Regions from separate parts of the Mus musculus genome. Here region 1 is linked to region 2. A link is a contact called in public Hi-C data. All regions are on one chromosome and are shown on one strand. Each heading gives the region's core, a stretch centred on a gene start, on an enhancer-like site or on the middle of the called end of the contact. The rest is flanking DNA. Distances are from core to core; before and after follow the strand shown.

Region 1 (6,032 bases), core at 2,713-5,212, 320 kb after region 2:
TGAATTTTTCCATGCTCACAAAAGTTTTATACAAGTACAGAAAGATTATTGTTTGTTTTCAGTCTTGATTTACATGCGTTATAAAGAATAGTTTTTCTTAGCAGGCGTGGTGGCGCACGTCTTTAATCCTAGCACTTGGGAAGCAGAGGCAGGCAGATTTCTGAGTTCAAGGCCAGCCTGGTCTACAAAGTGAGTTCCAGGACAGCCAGGGCTATACAGAGAAACCCTGTCTCGAAAAGCAAAACAAAACAAATCAAAATAGTTTTCCTTATATTATTTGTTTACTGTCCAAGTTTTACTTTTTATAATAGAGTGTCACAAAAAAATACCATTATTCAAAGAGTTTGTATATTTTATATTTTAAAATATTTCAGGAGTTTTTGTCAAATTATTTACAATGTGGCTGCAAGGAACCCCACTCCTGTCAGCTGAGAAGAAGGGTCCATTTTTGTGATCTTACTGGTACTTCTCATTCCAGCTCCTTTTGGCTTTGCCTTTGGATAGGCAGAAATCTATATCTGTTTCTCATTCCCATTCATACTGGCCCTAGCACAAATGCACTCATGCAACCCAGAGCCATGAGGCTAATAGAGGATGAGGGTATGTTTGAGACCAGGGTAGGGCAAACAACAAGACCCTGTATAAAAAAAAACAAATTAAAGAATGAATAATGTGTTTAAAGTCTCTTGGTCCTAGCATATGACTATGCCAAGCCTTAGTTAACTTCCTGGTACCAAGATTATTATTTATACCCAGGTTTTTCAAGCTATTAGAAACCACAGCAACTGATGCCCCAGTGTAGGGGAATACCAGGGTGGGAAGACAGGAGTGGATGGGTTGGGGAGCACCTTCATAGAGGCAGGGGGAGGGGGAAGTGGGATAGGGGATTTCTGAAGAGGAGACCTGGGAAGGGGAATACATTTGAAATGTAAATAGAGAAAATATCCAAGAGAAGGAGAAGGAGAAAAGAAGGAGGAGGAGGAGGAGGAGGAGGAGGAGGAGAAGGAGAAGGAGAAGGAGAAGGAGGAGAAGGAGAAGGAGAAGGAGAAGGAGAAGGAGAAGGAGAAGAAGAAAGAAGAAGAAGAAGAAGAAGAAGAAGAAGAAGAAGAAGAAGAAGAAGAAGAAGAAGAAGAAGAAGAACAAGAAAGAAGAAGAAGAAGAAGAAACCACAGCAACTACAGTCCAGGTGCCTTACTTTGTATCTTTATCTATATTTCTTCAGACTCATTTCATAGAAGTGGAATTGTTGTATTTATGAGCACTGACAAGCATAGTGGATGCCAGAGGCAGACTATCTGGATTAAATGCTAGAGTTATAGCTGTTTGTTTGCTTGTTTGAGACAGGGTTTCTTTGTGTAGCCTTGGCTATCCTGGAACTGGCTCTGGAGACCAGGTTCGCCTTAAACTCAGCAAGATCCACCTGCTTCTGCCTCCTGGGTGCTGGGATGGAAGATGTGTGCTACCACCGCCAGAGCGACTCCCAGCTTTTTAGTGATGTGACTAAATAAACTAGGTTTTGCTGTGGTTCCTCTGTCTTGTTTTAATTTTTATATGTGTGATATATACCTGTATATGTTTTGTGTGTATGTTTGTGTGAGGATGCATACACACATACATGCCTGTATGTGTGGAAGCCAGAAGTCAATGGTGAATGCCTTCCGCTATCACCCCACCTTATGTCTGAGGCAGTGACTCGAGTGGTACTGATTCACCAAGACTAGCTGGTCACAGCACTTCAGAGGTTGTTTGATTTCTTCCTCCCTGCCTTAGATTGCAGGCCATGCCATATACCCAACGTTTCCATGAATTTTCGTGTCCTAACTTGGGTCATCATGTTTGTACAGCAGGCACTTTACCAACCAAGCCATCTCCCTCCCAGCCCCAAATTATTTAGTCTTTCTTTGGCTTGGTATCTCTATCCACAAAATGAAGATAGTGATAATATATAATTTATAATTTATAAAACTGCTGAGAAATTAAGCAATATAGAAAATGTTCTGGAAACAGCTTCAGGGGTAAAGTGCTGAGCACACATTTTATTGATACTATGAACATCTTTAAGACTCTCAGTGCATATATAGCAAGGCGTATAAAACACAGTTTCAACCCTGAAGCATAGAAACAAAAACCTCCAAAGCCACGTAGCCCATGCCTCCAATCCCAGGACTCAGAAGGAGGCAGAAAGATCAGGACTCCAGTCCAGCCTTGACTACAAAGCAAATTTGAGCCAGGCAAGGTTATGGGAGACCCTATCTCAAAAAAGAAAAAGAGAAGCAAACCCTAGAGCCCAGACTCACCATATACTAACACTCATGAGAAACAACAGTTCTTGTTGCAGGAATCTAATCTGAGGAAATAAACCAACACCCACAAAAAAATAATGTTCATGTTTATTAATTGCAATAAATTGCCTACACTGAAGTTTGGCACCTGAACACACATTTCAAAGGATAAAAGTTAAAACTAGTCCCCCACCTTGAACCAAGCAGGCAGACTCTAGCAGGCCTAGAGATTGGATAGATATGTCTTTAGCTAGTCTATGCTCTAAGAGTCCATCCTTGGGAAGTAAAAACACAGGAACCTTCATTGTGACCTTAGCAACCTCCTCATTGGTTGTGCACCATACTCTAAGGGGCCAGAAAATGCAATCATCAGGCAGAAAGAGAAGAATTCGAGAAGGAAGCAAAACCTCTTTGAATCATGGTGGCCCAACTACTGCAGGCTTTAGGAAGGAAGCTGAGGAAAGCATTCCTTGTAAATGGCTGACAGGCCATCCATACCTTGAACTGTGTAGGCTTCCCAAAGAGGAGGTAGAAAGTCAGAGAGCTGCTAAGTCCTCGGTCAGTAACGGAGGAGCTTCCACCAGATACATTGCGAATGGGAGACTCAGCTCAAGAACTTGTCACATGCTGTAATCAAAGCTCTTGGGAGATGAAGGTAGGAGGATCATGAGACTCAAAGCCAGTGGCAAAGACAGAGACAGAGACAGAGACAGAGACAGAGACAGAGACAGAGACAGAGACAGAGTGAGTGGGAGAGGGAGAGGAAAATACTATCATGCTTATTCAGTATAAAATTCCCTCATTATGAGTTATTGCCTTCCAAGGCTCTGGAGACATGACTCAGCAGTTAAGACCCTTTGTTGTGCTTTCAGAAAAGTTTGGTTCCCAACACCCATGTATGGCAGGCAGCTCACAGACACTTTTAACTGTTGTTCCAAGAAATCTAACACCTTTTTCTAGCTTCCACAGACACCTGCACGAACACACACACACACCCTACAGATATAAATAAAAATAATCTTTAAAAACAAGATCATCTTTTAGAAAGCATGTATCAATTGTTTCTGCAATGAACAGTATGCCTAATTCATTTTGTCTGTCATTAAGAAACATCATCTCTGTAATTTGGTTGCCCAAACAGACTTACTTTAGTCGTGTTAAGAGAATGGAGTGGCTGACACCAATACTTTGCTTGGCAAGTATACTTGAACAGTGAATAAATAATTTGGCATTTTTCCTTTACCTGCCAACGAAATTCAGAGATTCATGAACTTGAGTTAGCCTCACCAGAACGGAATCACTTCCCATGGAGATGATACCATGTGGCACTATGACCAGCCAAGGCTGGACCCAGGTCTCCAGAGACCCTCAGTGCTGGGGGTGGCCTCCGAGGCCCTCTGGGAGGCCAGCTGGCTGCCAGCCCTGACTCTCTTTAGCACCGTTTAAACTGAAACAAGCGGAACAGCAGGCTTTGAGGAGGGAGGATGGGAAATGGCCTCAAGGGACTGAGAATCTGGCTGTTCACAGAATAAGAAACCCAGCATCTAATTGCAAGGCAGCTAATCGTACAGCATCTAATTGAGAGGGAGCATTTGAACAAGGAGCGGAAATAACCTTGACTCCATTCAGCTGAGAATGAGGCCCCAGCAGCCTGGCCGTGAACAGCTCCTTACTAACAGAAGCATCAGGGCTCCGTGCAGCACACAGGTGCTGGTGACGGGGCATGTGCACATTACCAAGACAGGCAAACACAACACCAGGAAAACACTTAATCTTCTTGCTTAGCCCCAGAAGGATTAATAACCAGAGGGAGAGGGGAGCTGCATTCTTCTTCATTTGGAAATGAGCTACCACTAATGCCAAGCTCTCCAAGTTTATAGACCAAATACCTGCTCGCACTAAAACTGCCACATATTATAAACCTCACCGAGGAAGTGAATCCATCACGTTCTCTCTCCCTTAAGAATGGTTTTTCCCTGGAGTACATAACCCATTACTGCATATCTTGTAGAAATCAAATGCAGACTCTATCTGCTACCACAGAACAAATCGCTTTTGTAGAAAAATGCACAAATCTTAACACTTGGTTTTTGCTTTAGCTTTGAGGCTTTTTTATGGTTATTGTTTTGTTCTTTTCCCTTGTTTTCAGGCAGCAATCCTTGAGACATCCCTGGGCTTAAGAAAGGCTGGTTTCCTTGCCTTGGTCACCAGACACAGAGTCAAGGGTGGTACTAAAGCCAGCTCTGGACCTCACAGAGAGGCAGGTACTGTGATAACAACTCCCTTTCATTTATCCTAAGCCACTTGTTGACTCAGTTTCCCTCTATTTCACACAGATTTTTTTTTTCACTTGATCCCTTCTGACAGAGGAAAAGTTTCTACAGTGTTGCTGGTACTGCCTGTTACCAGACTCATTGTTCTGTGGAATCTGGAATTGTCCCTCCTCACTGTGCCCCCAGGTCCAACACTGATTTGTTTCCTGATGAGCCATCTAATTGCATATCTGAGGAAGAACTACACGGTTAACAGAATGAGCCAAGTATATTTAAATAAGAATTTTAAAGGGATCTAATGGCTAATTAGAATGCTAGCATTTAAGAAAAGTAATATTTGCATAATGCCAGCTATGTATCATAATAGGCAAGCTCTTGAACTATTATTCATTCTCACGCCCGAAGTCAAAGCAGGCATGCCACAGTCACTACATTTCAGGCTGCCTTGGCCAAGGCAGGCAGCTGTTAAAAATCAGGTGATTCCTGAACAAAATTTAGAAACATCAAGAATGATAAGTTTTCAAGCTCTCAATACTCAGCCTCTTTCTCATATTTTTGCCTTATCAATGCCTAACCAGATAGGTACCAGATTACTTTTTTTAAAAGGTAAGTTTTTTGGAGAAAACAGGAGGGGGCAAAAGATGTATTTTCTCAAGGAAACATTTTACATACTTTTTTTGAACCGTTTTAGAATGCTGGAACTCATTGTGGATGCTTCAGTTGAATAGAAAGAGTGAGTGCAGACAGTGGCATGCTACACTTAATCTCTGAGGACGCACAACTGTTCTGCTGATGCAGCGGTGCTGGGGGTAATGCTTGGAATGACCAAACGCACAGCATTTTAAGAATGGCTTAACTTGGGGGTGATCCTACTATGTCTTCCTAGAGCCTGACCACGAGCAACCTTAGCTATTGCTTTCTTGTAAAGACAGAGTCTAGAGAAGGTTTGCATTCGTTTCCTGATTGGTTGAATTGTAGAGAAACAGGAATTTTTGCTGAACGAAATCATGCCCCTTTGCTTGCCAAAGCCTTTGTTGGCATAAGGCGATCTTGAGAAGTAGCTTTTCCTCCACTAACTTCTGTCCAATCACTACAGGGAGAGGATGGTAAGCAGAGCTGACTACTAGAATTTTGGACAACTTTGTTGGGTGCATGGTGGAGTGCCAGAGGTCCACTGATTGCAGCTAGAATCTCACTGGAGTTAAGCCATCCTCGATAATGTTCATTGTTCTAGGCTGACACATCGCTGAGTTCATTTCAGCTCAGGAAAGAAAATTTGGTGTATATAAAAGATCTTTTTGAGCAATTGTTTTCAAGGGAATTACCCCAAGCCTATCTACTGTACAGTTTATGAGTTGTTTGCCATTTTAATGAAATAAAAACACATGGTTGATGAATTTAAGATAATCCCCAAAGTAATTGTTCAAACACAAAGTAATAACATGTCTTAAGCCTAGGTTCTTAGGAGAAGTTTGGA
Region 2 (6,169 bases), core at 480-2,979:
TCCAACAAAGCAATGCAAGATTCATGTGAATCAATACAAAATCAGAGTCAAGTGATTATGATATGAAATTGCAAATTTTCCAATGTGGAATCATAAAAATTGATGAAGGTAATGTCAGAGGAGCCCTTGAGCCATGGGCAGCTCCTATAACAGATGAGAATCTGCAGCTGTAATAGTTAACATTTGGGAGGAGAAATCTCTGTGAGTGACAGCAGGATAAGAGCTTCATCGGCAATGACTGGGATGTCGCCATGGAGGAGAGGCCCTTGAAAAGCTGATAAAGTCCTCCGATATTTTTGAAATAATGACACTCTCTGATTTGCCCACAAACGTCAAATGTAAAAAAGATGTGCTATCATTATATCGTATAATTTTGTTAGAAAATTAAGCTTCTGAAAATCAACACCAGATTCATGGTTTTTGCTTTTAATATTTAACACATCAGTGTCCAACTAAAATACACAAAATATAAGTTGTTTGTTTGAGAAACTTTTTAAAAAAATTCTTAAAAGGTACAAGCAATCAAATCTTCTTTTGGCATTTTGTAATCTTGGTTCCTAAAGGTCTCACTTTAAGTGTTATCTACCAATTATCTGAGGAAACTGGGAGCCTCTATAATGTCTTTAATGCATCTTCCTAATGAGCAGGTACTCAGTGAGGGACCTGGCACATGCTCTGTGAATGTTACATATGACTAAGTGTAAGGCAACCAATGAATATACCACCATAAGATCTACTGTTTCTTCGGCATACACAGAGGTATTGCCGTTAAGGCAATGTCCCACGATCAGTTCCTGACCCAGTACTAGCTGACATTTGTTCTTGAAATCCTTCATGGCATGCCTGTCACAAACCTTCAGCCAAAAGCACTTTCACAATCTGGATACATTTAAGACCAATTCAAGCATGTAAAGTCATTTTAGGAAGTGAGTCCCACATCCCAAGGGCCCGGCTAAGGAGGGCCACATGTGAGAACAGGTGTGCCACTTCACTGAGCAAGAACCTGGAAATGTCAAGCGTTAGAACCACTCCAACTCAACCTGGCTTGCAGTCACACTTCTGGACCTGTGTCAATAAATGCCTCGCAAAGATGGGGACTGAGAAATGCTCTGCATGAATTCAGAATTACTGGAAACAAACCAGCACTTTTTTTTCTCCAAAGGGACTACTTGAGGAGAGGGTCTCTGCCTTCCATCTTCTAAGAAAGCATTCATTTAAGAGATTTCCATCTCTTACAGAACAGTTCACAGTATGCAACACCACTTGCTTTGACATCCCTGAGTCTAAGCTCTTTCAAGTTGGATTGCATGCCATCTTGCAAGAGGACAGGACACCAAGCTGAGTTCCTTGTCAGTTTCAGAATAATCTCCTGTGCTTTGCAAATGAGAAACTAATAGCACGAACCTGGCCCTGGCGTCACAGACCCTTTCAACTCGGCGCCTCCCCTAAAGGGCACTCGGTGTTCTGCAACCTATCAGTCAGCTCTGGGGCAAGAGCAAACAATTCCTTTCTGTTACAATAACTTGTATCCAGGAAAAAAAACAGGCGCTCTGTAACATAGCAGCCAGAGAAAAGTTTACTAGATTTAGCCAATCAGAGGCTGGGGAGCTCTGCCAAGTTAACATGTTTCTCTCCGCCTCTAAATGAACTCATGATTGAAATATGGCATTGAACTTTTTTTTTTTTTAAGGGAAGGGGTGTAGGAAAGAAAAGCCACTGCAGAAAAGAACTCGGGCTTGTGCGGAGTGTGGCTAGGAAGTGTGTGCTTGTCACTGAACCCTGAGTGGGTCCTGTAACCTTTGCCTTCCACTGGGTGGAGCAGGTCCTTTAAGAGCAACTGGAATGCAGTTCCCCTGATCAGCTTAGCCAGTTATTCAAAACCTCTGCTAGCCCTAGAGAGCAGTGCTCACTTCAGACCAACCAGCCTCCTGTGCTTCTAGCTTGAGCAAGAAGTTTCCAGCGGGGAAGTAAGTTTCTAGCTGCCCAGCCATGGGAGAGGACGCTGCACAGGCAGAAAAGTTCCAGCATCCAAACACAGACATGCTCCAGGAGAAGCCATCCAGCCCCAGCCCAATGCCTTCCTCCACACCGAGCCCCAGCCTGAACCTGGGGTCCACAGAGGAGGCCATCCGAGACAACTCGCAGGTGAATGCTGTCACCGTGCACACACTCCTGGATAAATTGGTCAACATGCTGGACGCCGTGAGGGAGAACCAGCACAACATGGAACAGCGTCAGATCAACCTGGAGGGCTCGGTGAAGGGCATCCAGAACGACCTCACCAAGCTCTCCAAGTACCAGGCCTCCACCAGCAACACAGTGAGCAAGCTGCTAGAGAAGTCTCGCAAGGTCAGCGCTCACACGCGGGCTGTCCGGGAGCGCCTCGAGAGGCAGTGTGTCCAGGTGAAGAGACTGGAGAACAACCACGCCCAACTCCTCCGACGCAACCACTTCAAAGTGCTCATCTTCCAGGTCAGTGTCCCCAGCATACCCCTCCACCTACTTGAGCTCAGTCCTCCGAGCTTTCAAGGCCATCTTCCCATCTGCCCTGCCAGTCAAGCTTCTCTCTCACACACAAAGCTTTGTCTTCTAGCTGCCTGCTGCAGGCAACTGTGAAATGTGGCCATAAGGATTGGAATCTCCCCCATCCTTCAGGCAATGCCTGTGTGCCTGGCAAGCTGGGGACATTTGTCAGTGAACACCTAGATGCACTTGGTTAAGGGTGAGAAACTGAGCAGGTGCGGGCACCCACTCTAGTCAAATTCATTTGTCTCTTTTCATTAGGAACTTGCGGCTGCGATTGCAGCTGTTAGCTGGACAGGGCAAATTAATCCAGTGGCTGTTTATTAACTCTTAGTGGAAGTGAGGTAACTGTGTGAAGGATTTGTTTTCTTTTGCTCTGACCAAGACACACACAACCTTTAAACCATCCTTTTTCCAAGGGCCCCTGGTGTTTGGGAAATTACCAGAATGGAAAGTTGAACTAGTCTTGTTCTTGAAGTCATCTTTTGTCAAAGCAATCTCTAGTTTGTCTCTAGAAAATGATGCCAATAAATGTGGGAAGCAAAGTATAGCTCCTTACAGACATGTTAATTATGTCCCCTCATTGCTCAAGCTGCAACTACAAAGTGAAATAAAAGAAACGTTATCAGTGGCTGCCACAAAGACCAACTTTGAATATCTTCCCCTTCAAATAGTTGCCTTACCGTGAAAAGGACACTTAATTTTTTTTAATGCATCAATGATGCAATTTATGTAGCAAAGGCTATCTGGGGACAGGAAGATTGCGTGGAACTGTTATTCAGCCAAGTGGTGGGCATCTGTAAATCTAAGGGCTGCCCTGCCTAATGCTGGAAGCCCTTCCGTAGATGGCATTGAGCCAACCCAGGCCCCAGGAAGCCCTGCCATTCTGCCTCAGGGCTGTCTCCTTATGATCCTGTGAATAGGAGAGACTTTCAAAGCCATGGAGGGAAGAGGTTATAACCAACAGATTGTGAAAGCATACAGGGAGAGCCTTCATCTCCCAAGAGACATTTAGAAACTGGAATTTAAACCGTAGGAGCCTTCTTTTTCCTAATGAATCTACTCTGCCAAGTTAGGGCTCTGGCCTGCCTATCGCCATAAAAGGAAAGATTAATCTTGCTGCCTTTGTGTCCTCCCCAAATTGTACTTGAGAGCTAGGAGGTCCAAACAAGTGATGCTCCTGTATCTCACAGGCTTTCTGCAGTTGGGAAACTTTTAGGCTTTTTTTTTTTTTTTTGAAGTTATGAAACAAATGGACTTAATTGATATCTACAGAACATTTTATCCTAAAACAAAAGGATATACCTTCTTCTCAGCCCCACATGGTACCTCCTCCAAAATTGACCATATAATTGGTCACAAAACAGGCCTCCACAGATACAAAAATAATGAAATTATCCCATGCATCCTATCTGACCACCACAGACTAAGGCTGATCTTCAATAACAACATAAACAATAGAAAGCCAACATTCATGTGGAAACTGAATTTGGTATTATCATGGAATACTTTGGTTTCTCCATCTATGTTAATTGAGTTTGGTTGGGTATAGTAGCCTGGGCTGGCATTTGTGTTCTCTTGGGGTTTGCATAACATCTGTCCAGGATCTTCTGGCTTTTATACATGAGAAGTCTGGTGTAATTCTAATAGTCCTGCCTTTATATGTTACTTGACCAACTTTTAGGCTTTTAATGCAGATGCAATCGCTTTTCAGGAAGCAGCTGAACTGGAAAAAGCTGTGGTCAGCCACATCAGGATCTGAGATCCTGCCTTTATTAGACTAAGAGATCCTACAAGCCTTAGCTCTGGAGACATTTCCAAATTAAATAGTGATTTCAAAACAAAACAGAACATTTACAGGCCTGTCAAAGGAAACTTCCCTCCCTTCAGTATGAATCAGGGGAACTATATCTCATCTTATTCATTAAGGAGAAAAGGAAAATGTTTGCCTAGTAAAGGAAAATAAGGATTTTAAGGTTTAGTTTCTGTTTTGATACGAATGTTCTACAGGTGCGAGAAGAGGGAATGGGGAGATAAACGACTATATATTCAAGAGAATTGTGAATCTGACTATTGGGAAACTTAAAGGCATGTGTTGTTGATGGGGGCCTGACGAAGTCATCTGTTTTGTTGAATTGAATTGACAGGTGTGACATCCCACCAGAGATGGTAAGAATTTCCCCCATAGTGATGAAACAGGGGTGCTCAACCCCAAAAGGGGAACTATGGGAAGCCCAAGCAGAGAGTTCAAGCTGTTCTAGGCCCGTTCAAAAGCACCTCCGACAGGTGCAAAGGGCAGTTTGGAAAGCAGAGAACTTCAAGCACATGGCTAGACCTTTCCCTACCCAGAGGAGGTCCTCTGCTAGCTAAAGGGAATTAGAATTCCAACTCTGAAGACACAAGATGGTCATTTGAAAAACAAAATGTAGCTGCAGTCGTCTTCAATGTTTTGTCTCATTTCTTTCTTAAAGTAGGGGTTTTCATAGGGTACCAATTATGCTAATGGCTGAAACAATAATTCTTATTACAGTGGAGTCCAGGATAGTGAGTGGGAAGACAAATTTTCACACAGACACTGGCTCACATCCTACTTGGTCACTTGCCAACCATGTTAATCATTGACACATTTGATATTGGAAGTCCCTGTTTCCCCTTGTACACAGAAGATACTAGTAGAGTGAAATAGCTGCAGTCTTGATAAATACAGCATCCACTGTAAGGCCCCGTTCGTTCTCTGCTTCCTTGCCTATGCCCAATTTACCGCTGAGGATGCTGAGACTCCTTCCATGTGCTTGTAGTTTGTCTGAAGTTGGACATAAGTGACAAAGTTGGCTTTCAAAGCCACATTTAACGGGTCCCAGAATATATGCTTTAAAACACTAGTGCTTCCTGGCTCATATCTCTCCCACAAGTGAGGAATAAAGGAAATGACATGTTTAAAATGATTCTTACAGACTGGCATGGTGGAAGTGCTCATTGAGTGGACTCTATTACTCCATGGCTCTGAAATGCAGGGCTGAGACAGGCAGCTCTACTTCTACTGGGTTAGAAATAATGTTCTTAGGCCAAAACTGACCCCACCCTTCTGTGGATCTTGAAATAGCTTTGTCTCTTTTTGGTTGAGACTTGCTAGTGCACACACATCCACACACACATTATATGACTACCATCATGTCAGAATGAGCATTGTATCATAACTCTATGAAAGCAAAGGACTCTTCCAAAATACCTACTCTAAATAGATCCTTCTAGTAGCAGCACATATGTCACAGTATGGCAGAAGGGGACTGTCTCATACCCACAGAGAATGTAGATGTCATATACTGTACTGATAGTGCTTTGTGTCTTAAAAAATTGTCATTTTTCAGTACTTTCTGGCTTCTGGCTTAGGGTAATAAGTATTTAAAAATAAGAGCAATGTTCAAAAAGATAATCTGTCCCTTGACTTGGGCATATTTGGTATTGTAATGTTGAGAAGAGGAGCTATGTTTACTGTTTGTGGAATCCTGTTACAGCATCCCAAATCTGCCTGAGTGTGTGTGTCTGCTTGTACATACACGATTCTGTGTGTGCAAATATGTGTGAGTATGTATCTGTATTTATGTGTGTGAGTATACATGAGTAATATGTGTTTGAGAGAGCATGA

What was found. A called contact is a pair of places that touch in the nucleus more often than the background predicts.
Region 1: a contact with region 2 is called in a Hi-C map of the N1E-115 cell line, with 2.6 times the contacts expected there. The contact joins the enhancer-like site here to the promoter of Cavin2 in region 2. A contact is called at or near these places in 11 of 39 promoter capture datasets (the 3T3-L1 cell line, 3T3-L1-derived adipocytes, cranial neural crest and 4 more), 2 of 484 Hi-C or Micro-C datasets (the N1E-115 cell line and uterus), 2 of 115 datasets of contacts at active chromatin or transcription factors (the NIH/3T3 cell line and T-cell acute lymphoblastic leukemia) and 1 of 9 other capture datasets (embryonic stem cells).

What each region holds. Positions count from the first base shown.
Region 1 is chr1:51,603,834-51,609,865 of GRCm38.p6, forward strand. No RefSeq gene overlaps it. Among named protein-coding and RNA genes, the nearest start is that of Gm17767, 10 kb to the left of the region's middle. Within about 2 kb of position 3,963, at least 35 of the 459 cell types and tissues checked have an H3K27ac peak or open chromatin away from gene starts, as enhancers often do. A contact at or near this core is called in the N1E-115 cell line, where this site is marked.
Region 2 is chr1:51,287,397-51,293,565 of GRCm38.p6, forward strand. Cavin2 (caveolae associated 2) reads left to right here and starts at 1,730. Exons shown (of 2, transcript NM_138741.1): 1 at 1,730-2,472. The coding sequence starts at 1,990. The region is part of intron 2 of 9330175M20Rik (RIKEN cDNA 9330175M20 gene); the gene reads right to left.